Linked DNA regions of Mus musculus: region 1 is linked to region 2. Evidence: chromatin contacts called from public HiChIP or PLAC-seq data. All regions are on one chromosome and are shown on one strand. The core of a region is the stretch at or near the end of the contact, and the rest is flanking DNA. Distances in the headings are between cores, read along the strand shown. Region 1 overlaps Zfp74 (zinc finger protein 74). Region 2 holds the start of Zfp940 (zinc finger protein 940).

Region 1 (5,913 bases), core at 1,732-4,231, 85 kb before region 2:
GCTCTGGAACAAGTATGGGGGTGGGGTGGGAGGAGACAAGTCTTATGGGAGGATGCTTCTGAAAAGTGGACTCATGAAATTGGAAAGATGATGGGGTGGGGAACAGGGATAGGGGTGTAAAGTGAATAAATAAGTTAATTAATGGAAAAGTAAGAAATTGGAAAGATGGTGGAACATATCTACACATGGCAGAGAATGATGACTACCCTTTGCCACTGCATCTCAGCCAGCAAGCTGCAAGCACAAAGGCTGTGCCTGATGCACCACGGGGCTGCCAGTACCGATGAGGCAGTACGGCGGCCTGGCTGGCCTACATCCTACAAACTTAACAGTTGTGCCCGGTGAGCCGTGGGGCTGCAGGAAACAAGGACAGGGTGGTAGGCAGCATCCTGGAGCTCCCTCAGAAACATGTTATTGCTGTATAGGGCTAGTCCTAAACCCTCCAGCATGGAGCCGCTGTGGCTGCAGCCTGTGCTGCTTGCACTGCTGGGAGAGTGAAAGCGTAGGGAAGGGGTGCTGCTCACAGGTCACGCCTGGTGAACCCCCAACTGGCAGACACTGAGGGCAGGGAGGTATGCAGCAGCTAGGAGCGTGCACAGAAACTGCCCCTGGGGCATCCTGCCTAGCCACATTATCACCCTGACTCTGGTTATCAGAGACAAGTCTGGGCAAGGGCCCAATATTTTTGATGACAGATGACCCGTTACAATGAGTATTCGCATGTAAATCTGTTTGGGCAAAAAACAAACTGTGACGCACTGCAGTTTCCGATGTTATTTATATGAAGTAGAGAGGGGGAGATGGAGGAGTGGTGCAGTGATTGAGCAGTGGAGAGAGGCAGAGGTAGAGACCCTGATGACAGATGTGAGAGATGGCTGCTGTGGACAGGGAACGTGGCTAATGGTGTTGGGCGGCAGCCTGAAGCTTGCGCAGACTCAGCCTCAAACATGCTGCGCCCGGGCTCTGAACAACAGGATGTTCGAGATGAGAAATGTTTTCTGAATTGGGCCTCCTCGGAAGATCTCTATGGTCCCTGCTTCCCCTAGAGGCCACAGTGGTATCTCTGGTCCACTGCCCCAGGCTGTGTTGAAGCCCAAGGTTCATGTGGATGTCCTGGGTCCTACAGCAGCCAGGGGCCATGTTAGTATCTGTATCCTGAGTTACCGCTGAAGGCCATTCGAATGTCCAGGGTTTGTGTGGCTGCCTGATGCCATATTGATGTCGTGGTTCATGCTGCCACTGAAGTTCATGTGAAGGTCCGTGGTCCTACTGCAGCTGGGAGGCCTTATTGATGTCCATGGTCCATGTTACCACTGAAGGCCATTTGGAAGCATGTGGCCTGTGCTGTCGTCTGAATTCATGTTGATGTGTATGGATGGTGCTACTGCCAGGGGCCATGGTGATGTGAGTGCCTTGTGTTGTCGCCTGAGCCCGTGTTGCTGTCCTTGGCCTATGCTAACACTGAGGGGTGTGGAGGTGTGATGGTGTCCTGGCCTGTGCTGTGGCCGAGGGCCATGTCTGGGGTCTGCACTGCCATTGGAAACCATGCTGATGCCGGAGGCCGGGTGCTGTCACCAGAAACCACATGGAAGACCATGGTCTGTGCTCGCACTGACTCTAAAGGGCAACGGAGCGACTTTGCAGTGGTAGCAATGGTGGCACATATACAGCTGAGAGATAGGAACATGGAATAGAAGGATTCTGTGACAGCGTACCCCACCTCCCCCCACACCCCCAAAGGAACAGCCTACAAGGAAAATCATCAATGGAGCTTTTTAAAAATTTGATAAGAATTCTGGGGTGCAGCTCTCTACAACTGCAGGCTTCTGGTGGGGTACGGGTAGAGAAGGACTCTGTTTTCTTTATGAAGCTGGCCACTTGGAGTTTGACTGTGCTCCAGTGAGCATCTGGGTAACACAAAATGGACTATTTTTAAAATTTTATTTGGGGGAAGGTCACAATGCGGGGGCACAGACCTTGGAGGACTGAGAAGTGAGTGTGTTGGGGTACATGATGTGAAAATTCCCAAATGATGAAAAATTATGCATAAAAATTCATATTCTTGCAAGGCATGGTGGCTTGCTCATACCTTCACATGCAGCAACACTCTGGAGGCAGAGGGAGGGGATCCTGTGAGTTTTACGGCAGCCTCCCTCCCTCCCGTCCTGATCCATCCCTCTCTGTCTCATGAGAATGCAAACAAGAGTCTACAGGATTATAATAAAGTGTGATATGACATAATCAGGTAAAGCAAACACTAACACATCAGAGTAGACAAAACAGACAGGAGGAAAAGAGCTCTGTCAAAGGCACAAAATTGATACAGACTCAGAGGAAATACTCGCTCACACACTCATGAACCTCACAGAAATGCTAAAGTGGAAAACATAACATATACCCAAGGAAATGAAGGGTAAAAAGAGAGAAAAGTATATAAATAAAATAAAAATAAAATTAATCCCAGCAGATGCAGAGGTGGGTTCATCCCTGAGTTCAAGGCTACAAGTTAAGTTCTAGGAAGGCCAAGGCCAGGGCTACACAGAGAAACCCTGTCTCAAGAAAAAAAAACAAAAACAAAAACCTGTGGCACAAACATTATGAGACACAGGCCCTCCAGAGATGCTGTTGAGTTGGTTTTCTGTTGTCCATCTACTGTGGGGCACTCAGAGTACCCCTAAGAGTGATTTGTGTCCATAGTGAGACGGGAATTTCATTACCACATCAATATCACTGCTTTTTTCGATCTTTTAAAATTATTTCATTGTTAATTTAATTTTGCATGTGAAAATTCATCCCTGTTTTCAAGAGTTTCCATTTGAACGCTGTGCTGTTAAGGAATGTGCAGTGGCTTTCTGAATTTCGTTTGCATCTATTATTATGGCTCCCTTCTGATCAATTCTGTTGGTGACACTGTCCACAGAAGTCTGATACGCTTTCCATTTCTAGTGTTTCGCTGTGGCTCTTCTTCAGTACTTCTGTCACACTGAGTTCCTCTTTCATGTCCTGTGTCTCCGTCCTTATTGCATTCAGCTGCGTGTGTGGTCTCTTGGGATATTTTCAGGCATCTGTTTTATTCTTTGAGTTCTTTGAACACACAAATCCTCTTAAGCTATTTTGGAGGTGGTTTCATCTGTTTATTTTCACTGGATACCACTACTGTAGAGTAATAATGATCTTTGGGGGATTTAGGTTGCCTTGGGTTTTCTTGTTAACTTGAGTATTGTGTTGAGACTTGCATATCTGGAACTAGATGGTTGGTTGAATCTATTTCCTACCTACCTTCCCTTTATTGTTTCAGAGTGGGCATTTCTGGGTTAGCAGTCTCTTTACAGTCTTCACTGTGAAAGGGTACTGGGTTATTATCACCTGGTAGGACTGTGTGTGTGTGTGTGTGTGTGTGTGTGTGTCTGTCTGTCTGTGTAGTGTGTGTGTGTCTGTCTGTGTGTGTATGTGTGTCTATGTATGTGAGTGTGTGTGTGTGTATGTGTCTATGTGTGACTGTGTATGTATGAGTGTATGTGTGTGCGTGTATTTAGAGTCTGGGTAGGTGTGCTGACTTCACTTAAGGAAGGTTCGGGACAGTAGCATCTTAGGCACTGTGATTACCAGTGTGATGGGCAGGATTGAAGCTTCCCAACATGCTGAATTCACCATGACAACAGGGGAGGCCAAAACCTCCCTAGCACTCTGTGCTCGCTGGGGAAACAGGCAAGGCTGAAGTCTCCCAGGTATGCTTGTTTATTGGGTGTCATTTTTCTTTATAGCTGAACAAAATTCTACTATATATACATACCACTGGCTCTGTTTTCTAGTAACTGAGTATAAACTGACTATATTGCTAATATGACGTTTGCTTCATTTTGTTTAGAAAATGGGCAGTGCTTTTTGTAATGTCATCTTTCTGAATTATATCTGAACAAGGCTTGTTATGTTTTTCCTACACCACTAGAATGGATAACTTCAGTTTGAGTGATGCGTATTGTTACAGGGACTAGTGACGTTCAAAGACGTGGCCATTGATTTTACCCAAGAAGAATGGAAGCAACTGGATCCTACTCAGCGGAACCTATATAGGAATGTGATGCTAGAAAACTACAACAACTTAATCACAGTAGGTAAGATAATGTACCTTTTCTAAAACAGATGCAATTGTTAATGTTGATGAGCCTTGCCTTGAGGTGCCTTGAGATGTTGCTGTCCCTGCCCCAGCTTTCGAAGGAAAATCTTTGGTGGCATTCCAGGGTACAACATTCTCAGAAGTTAGTACACCTGGCTCTCCCAGGCCCAACTCAGAATCCAGGGTTGTTTTTGTCACTCGTGTGTATACCCAAACCAATGTCATCCCCTCCCCCACCCCCCAGGCCCGCCACTCACCAAACCTGAAGTGATTTTCAAGTTGGAGCAAGAGGAAGAGCCTTGTGTGGTGGAGAGAGAAGTGCTGTGGAGACCCTGTCCAGGTTAGTGTGTGTGTGTGTGTGGGGGGTGGGGGGGACCCAGCCAGGTAAAGCGAGAGGACCAGTAAGTGACTGGCCTGAGATGTTTCCTAAGGTAGATTCCCACAGCGTGTAGTAACAGTTATGTGAAACTAAGATGTTCTCTTTAAAAAAAAAAAAAAAATTCCCTGCACTTGGGAGGCAGAGGCAGGTGGATTTCTGAGTTTGAGGCCAGCCTGGCCTACAAAGTGAGTTCCAGAACAGCCAGGGCTATGCAGAGAAACCCTGTCTCAGAAAAAAAATTTTTTTTAATTACGTTTTTTTGTGTACACACATGTGTGGGTGCATGCGTGTTATGGTGCATATGTGGAGGTCAGAGACAAGTTGTACAATCAAATTTGGGACATCATGCTGGTAGCAAATGTCATTACATGATGATGATCTATTTCATCAGCTCAAGGTGTTATTTTTCAATACTATTAAAGTATGTGTGTGTGTGTCTGTGTGTGTGCAGACATGCATGTGGAGGCCAGAGGACAACCATATTTTGAGGTTCTGGGAGCTAGGACTGTTCTATCTTTTTGGCAGTACACAGTTGACCTTGAACCATCTTTCTTTTCAGCTGTTGTTAGTGTTGCATTGAGACAGGGTCTTACATAGCCCGAGAAAGCCTTGAATTGCTCTGTTGCTAAAACTGGCCTTGAATTTCCAGTCCTTCTGCCTCCACCCCACAAGGGATGAAATTAAGGCACAGTCTGTAATGGTTAGCCATTGTGTGTTCATTTTTGAATGTTTGGATATTTTTGATTATTTTTGCCTTAGGTCTTTTTTCATAGTTTTTAAATTTTTGAATGTAGTTTTCTTTTATTACATTTCCCAAGTAGCTATTTATGTACATGTGAAGGTTATTAAAATTAATATTACTTTCTTTTGCATAAAAAAAGGTAATTGGATTTCTAAATATCTATTTCCTTTCCTGGAACTTCCTTCTAAAACTGAGAAGCTAAGAGACACATGTGGGTCTAGAGGACAGCGCAGCAGTTGGGAGCACAGGCTGCTCCTCTGGAGGACCTGGGTTGGATTTGCAGCCCACGAGGCAGCTCACAGCTGTCTGTGACTACAGTTCATGGGACCCAGTGCCCTCTTCAGGCTTCAGCGAGCATTAGGCATGCATGTAGTGCACTTCAGTGTGTGCAGGCAAGACAAAAACAAAAACAGACAAACAAAAACATATATGAAATGAAAAACGTTTTTAATAATACTTTTTAAGATTTAATTATTTTATATATGTGAGTACACTGTAGCTGTCTTCAGACACACACCAGAAGAGGGTATCAGATCTCATTACAGATGGCTGTGAGTTGCTGGGAATTGAACTCCGGACCTCTGGAAGAACAGCCAGTGCTCTTAACCCCTGAACCATCTCTCCAGCCCAAGTGAAAATATTTTTAAGATTACACTAAAATAGAGATATGCACTT
Region 2 (5,528 bases), core at 2,318-4,817:
ATATCTTAACAAAATTTGACAGAAACATGTCAATCATAGTCTATTTTCTGTAACTGGTCATGCACCCTTATAACTACCTTTCTCTACTCCCCATTCTGTATTTCCTTCACACTTGGCAAAAACACAGCAGGTCTTTGTATTTTCATAGAGAAGTGGTGCATATCTTTATTCATGATGGGTCCACACCCTTTGTCGTCCTGTCTGGATTAGGCTGTTGTAGTTTCCTATTGACTTTAATCACAGGACATGGTAGCACCAAGAGGTGCCCTAAAGGATCTCCAGACATAATCCTTCTTACCTCCATTGTGGAGAAGCAATCCAATTTCTCCATGGTAATCTGGATCAATTACCCCTCTGAACAGTTATTCCTATCAAAAATGATTGGTTTAGGGGCTGGAGAGATGGCTCAGTGGTTAAGAGCACGGGCTGCTCTTCTGAAGGTCATGAGTTCAAATCCCAGCAACCACATGGTGGCTCACAACCATCCGTAATGAGATCTGACGCCCTCTTCTGGTGCATCTGAAGACAGCTACAGTGTACTTATAATAATAAATAAATCTTTAAAAAAAAAAAAAGATTGGTTTAAGGGCATTAGAAACCCAAAGTGGGCAGGGGGTAGTCTGAGATTCTAGTTCAATAGAATAGTTGTTGCTCCTGGCAGGAGCACTCTCCACTCTGGAACCAAAACTTCTAGACCAGCAGAATTTAAGGTTACAGGAACAGGAAGTAAGCATTTTCCTTGTGAGTCACTAGGGGTGGTAATGAATGGAACTATTTCCACCTGTTGATTCCTGGACTTTTGGATCATGGCTATGGAAGAAACTGAGAAATTTATTGGATACTGATTCAAGGCATATACCACCTCCAGGGTGCTGCACATAATTGTCACTGTAACGGTGTCTTCAAAAGGCCATTCCATCTTTCTATCAGGCCAGCTGCTTCAGGATGGTGGGGAACATGGTAAGACCAGTGGATTTCATGGTAGTGGGCCCACTGTCGTACTTCTCTAGTTCTGAAGTGAGTTCCTTCCTCAGAAGCAATATTGTGTGGAATACCATGAAGTTGGGTAAGGCATTCTGCAAGTCTACAGATGGTGGTTTTGGGAGAAGCACTAGGTACAGGGAAAGTGAATCCATAACCAGAACAAGTATCTAGTCCATGTTGGCTCCTCTGGAAAGCTGTGGCGTGATGGCCATGGAGCTGCCCAGAACAACATATATCCACTGTCATCCCAGAGCTGAATGGGAAGCTCACTGGCATGGCCTTTCGTGTTCCTACCCTCATGTGTCCATTGTGGATCTGATGTGCCGCCTGGAGAAACCTGCCAAGTATGATGACATCAAGAAGGTGGTGAAGCAGGCATCTGAGGGCTCACTGAAGGGCATTCTGGGCCACACCGAGGACTAGGTTGTCTCCTGTGACTTCAACAGCAACTCCCACTCTTGCACCTTTGAGGCTGGGGCTGGCATTGCTCTCAATGACAACTTTGTGAAGCTCATTTCCTGGTATGACAATGAATACGGCTACAGCAACAGGGTGGTGGACCTCATGGCCTACACGGCCTACAAGGAGTAAGAAACCCTGGATCACCCATCCCAGCAAGGACACTGAGAGCAAGAAAGAGGCCTTTGGTTGCTGAGGAGTCCCTGTCTCAACTCGGCCCCCAACACTGAGCATCTCCCTCACAATTTCCACCCCAGACCCCCATAATAACAGGAGGGGCCTAGGGAGCCCTCCCTACTCTCTTTGAATACCATCAATAAAGTTCGCTGCACCCACCTTAAAAAAACAAAAGTATCTAGTCCAGTAAAGACAAAGTGTCCTTTCCAAGGAGGAAGTGTTCCAATGTAGTCACTCTGTTACCAGGTCATTGGCTGGTCACCTCAGGGAATAGTACCATATCTGGAACTCAGTGTTGGTCTCCGCTGTTGGCAGATCTGGCACTCAACAACCGTTGTAGCCAGGTCAGCCTTGGTGAGTGGAAGTCCATGTTCTTGAGCCAAAGCATCTCCGCTACCATGGCCACTTTATTCATGTGCCCATTGGGGAATGACAGGAATGGTTGGGGAAAGAGGCTGACTATTCATAGAATGGGTCATCTTATCTACTTGATTATTGAACTCCTTGGCTGAAGTCACCTCTTTTTTTTTTTTAAGATTTATTTATTTATTACATGTAAGTACACTGTAGCTGTCTTCAAACATGCCAAAAGAGGGCATCAGATCTCATTACAGATGGTTGTGAGCCACCATGTGGTTGCTGGGATTTGAACTCAGGACTTCTGGAAGAGCAGTCAGTGCTCTTAATGACTGAGCCATGTCTCCAGCCCCTGAAGTCACCTCTTGACGATCATTTATATGACACACAAACATCTTCGACACAAACATTTCCCATCTTTTGAACATTTAGAGAGATATATCCACGTACTTCCTCCCCAGATGTCTTTCTCACCAATTTTCCAATTACGTTTTTTTTTCAAGTCCTTGACCATCCAGCCAATCCGTTGACTATCGTCCATGAATCAGTGAGCAAACCCAATTCTGGTCATTTCTCCTTCTAAACAAAATGTGTGACCACCAGAAGCTCTGCCCACTGTGAAGATTTCCCTTCAGTAGTCTTTCAGGGTTGTCCCAGAAAAGGGTTGTAATGCTGCAGCTGTCCACTTCTGTGTGTCGTATGCGTAATGTACAGAACCATCAGTAAACCAGGCCCTAGTCATCTCTTCTTTAGTCAACAGAGCACAGGCGACACACTGTGAGGCTATAGGTGCATGCTTGGCAGGAGATGGCATTGTAAGAGTAGAAACCATAGGCATTTGGGCAACTTCCTCATGTAACTTGATTGTTCCTTCAGGATATGTTTGGGTCCAATCACATGCATACCATTTGATATTGATATTGCACATCCTACTTTATCTTGTTTAATGAAAATCTAAATATAGCAAATCCTCTCTCTCCTGATCCTCAATAACATTTATTTAATAACTCTATCTTATTATTGTTTTTGATTATTGGATGGTAAGTTATATTTTATTCATGTTAAATAACTAATTATTGCTTAATATCTAACCAATCTGTACCTTATGTTTTAGAAGACAATTTTTGTTTTCTTTTTATAAAGTTTATTATCATTATTTTGGAGAACAACTTTTCCTTCGTACAATGCAATTAATAGAGTCGATAATTCTTGGTTGTCAACTTGATTACATCCGGACTTAACTAAAACTCCCAAAATAGAGGGCACACCTCTGAGGGCTTTCTGCTCATTTTGAAGTGGGAAGATCTACTGTGAATCTGGATTTTTGAATAAGGAAGACACATCTTTAGTCCAGAACTTTAATTCAGTTTTAAACTGGGCCATGTTTTTTTTCTGGAAGCGTATATAAGGACATGGAAGAATGAAACGTTCACTCTGCCTGCTAGTCCTCACCTTGCCAGCAAATCCTTCATTGGCAAGTGTTCTTTCACACAACCCAGTCTAGGTTGGCTACCGCGTCCCCTCTGGTGACGTAAGAGTCGCATGGACTCCTGGGAAATGTAGTTCAAGACTTGGCCAGCGCCGGGTCTCGCGGTGGACCCTAGGCTTGCTTTATCAGACACACCAGGAAGCCAGTTAGAAGCCGTCTGCATGCCTGCTTGCTGGCTGGGAGCGCACGAAGCTGTGGAGGAGGACAACTGAGGAGCGTGGAGCGTTCCCGAACCCCAAAGAGAATCCCAATGTAAGACCTGAGTGTTTGAGACCAAACCATCCCTGGGCAGTCTGATGAGAGGAAGCCGCCTGCCTAGTCCCGTGGGTACCAGTGAGCAATGGAAAATCCTAGTGTGTGATACCCTGATGAGACCTGGTGTGTGGAAGGGAAGTGAATTGAGAGAAACTAGGCGCGGATAAGACAGATGGATTAATGGGGAGGCACCAAAGTGCTGGGTAGCCTAATGAAGGTGAGGTTAACACTGTAGCGTGTTTGATTTGTGCATGTGATGACCCCTGAATGTGGATCACCTGGGTGGCAGGGAGTGGGGACAGTCTGAACCCTCTAAATCTCATTTCCACCTCAAATCGTGATTAATACCTGAAAAGTCTTGGGTTCACGGCCGATTATTGTCCTTTTGCTTCAGTGAGTAGAGGCGATCTCAACTCCAGAAAGATGGCATGGCGGGGGCTTGAAGAAAGGAGAGGTTTCGTGCGGAAGGTTGCTGTGCAGATCATAGAAACACCTGTAAACAGTCTGTTTTGCTTTCAAGGGTTGTAGGCAGCAGGGTAGGAAGCAGGGAGGGTCTTACCTTTCTGGGAAGGAATGTGTGCCTTTGAGGATGGGGAAAGAGGGAAGTGGAAGGGGACCCTTTCGTGTATATCCATCACGCTGGAGGTGTTGGTACTGGTAGATACAGTTAGTTTAGATTTCTTTCTTTTTCTTTCTTCTTTGTCCCCCCCCCCCCCCCCCGCTCCTCCTCCTCCATTTTGAGACAGGCTCTCACTATGTACCCCTGGCTTTCCTGGAATTCACTAAGTAGACCAGGCTGGCCCCGAAAGCACAGAACTATGCCTTCTTCCACCTCCCCATTACTAGAATTCAAGGTGTTCAGTTTTGAGATGGTACTTGAGTTAAAATTTAGGGCCTCAACTGTTTTTTTACAGATAGTTGGCCACATTCCTAATCTAACATAAACAAGAAGAGATGAGAGTAGGTAGAAGAAACGTAAAGAAGGTTCTGGCTTGGAGATGGCTGTGGAGGAGGAGGAAGAGGAGGAGGAGGAGCAGCAGCAGACCTTTAATCCCAGCACTTGAGAGGCAGAGGCAGGCAGATTTCTGAGTTCGAGGCCAGCCTGATCTAGAGAGTGAGTTTCAGGACAGCCAGGGCTACACAGACAAACCCTGTAGTGAGAATTCTGGAAGTTTGGGTTCTCAAAAAACACAGAAATATAAGAATATGCTTTCATTTTAATCCCAGCTGTGGGGATATGCTGATTTGCCTCATGCTCGAGCAGAGGAATGGTTTTACCAGTTGGAGACAGATTCTGTAATTGTGTGCTGTTTGGAATTCTGGGAATTTTTCAGAGGGTAAATGCTAAAGCCCCATAGGTGGGTGGTTTTTGGTCCTTCCTCCCTGCGCTACCCTTCCCCCCCCCCCCCCCCGTTGGTTGCAGTTTGTTACTCATGCTCCAGGGCTAGCAGACTGAGGTAGCAGTTAAGCTTAGAGAAGCTAAGCTGAGACAGAGAAGATATTGTTAGGAGACAGATAAAACAAGAACCCACAAACAAAGTAATTAAAAATAAAAGAAAAAAATTAAACGTTTACAAAAAGCTACGCCACCACATCAGCTGTCTCAGTAAATAGCTGGTGAGTCTGGTGAGGGCGTAGTTAGGCTTCAAACGCGTCGAGTTGTGTGGTGTGCCTTCTGTTGTATGCTGTGAATGAAAAGGACTCTGTAGGTATCAGACTGTTGTTGGCCATGACGAGGATAGAAGGCACTGGTTATCGATGTGCATGGGAGAGCCCTGGGCAGGTGCAGTGGGCTTTCAGCTGGGAG

The links. HiChIP or PLAC-seq counts read pairs in DNA pulled down with a chosen protein or histone mark.
Region 1: an H3K4me3 HiChIP or PLAC-seq map of the 230-238 cell line shows a contact between it and region 2, with 16 read pairs. The contact joins the enhancer-like site here to the promoter of Zfp940 in region 2. A contact is called at or near these places in 10 of 39 promoter capture datasets (the C10 cell line, Sertoli cells, embryonic stem cells and 4 more), 1 of 15 datasets of contacts at CTCF or cohesin (pro-B cells), 21 of 484 Hi-C or Micro-C datasets (embryonic stem cells, induced pluripotent stem cells, morula and 3 more), 10 of 115 datasets of contacts at active chromatin or transcription factors (the 230-238 cell line, bone marrow-derived macrophages and embryonic stem cells) and 3 of 9 other capture datasets (adipose tissue, liver and pancreatic islet).

What each region holds. Positions count from the first base shown.
Region 1 is chr7:29,936,144-29,942,056 of GRCm38.p6, reverse strand. It overlaps Zfp74 (zinc finger protein 74), which reads left to right. Exons shown (of 6, transcript NM_178384.4): 4 at 3,989-4,115; 5 at 4,362-4,457. Among named protein-coding and RNA genes, the nearest start is that of C230062I16Rik, 13 kb to the left of the region's middle. Within about 2 kb of position 2,981, at least 18 of the 459 cell types and tissues checked have an H3K27ac peak or open chromatin away from gene starts, as enhancers often do. A contact at or near this core is called in the 230-238 cell line and pro-B cells, where this site is marked.
Region 2 is chr7:29,851,687-29,857,214 of GRCm38.p6, reverse strand. Zfp940 (zinc finger protein 940) reads left to right here and starts at 3,567. Exons shown (of 5, transcript NM_173738.2): 1 at 3,567-3,718.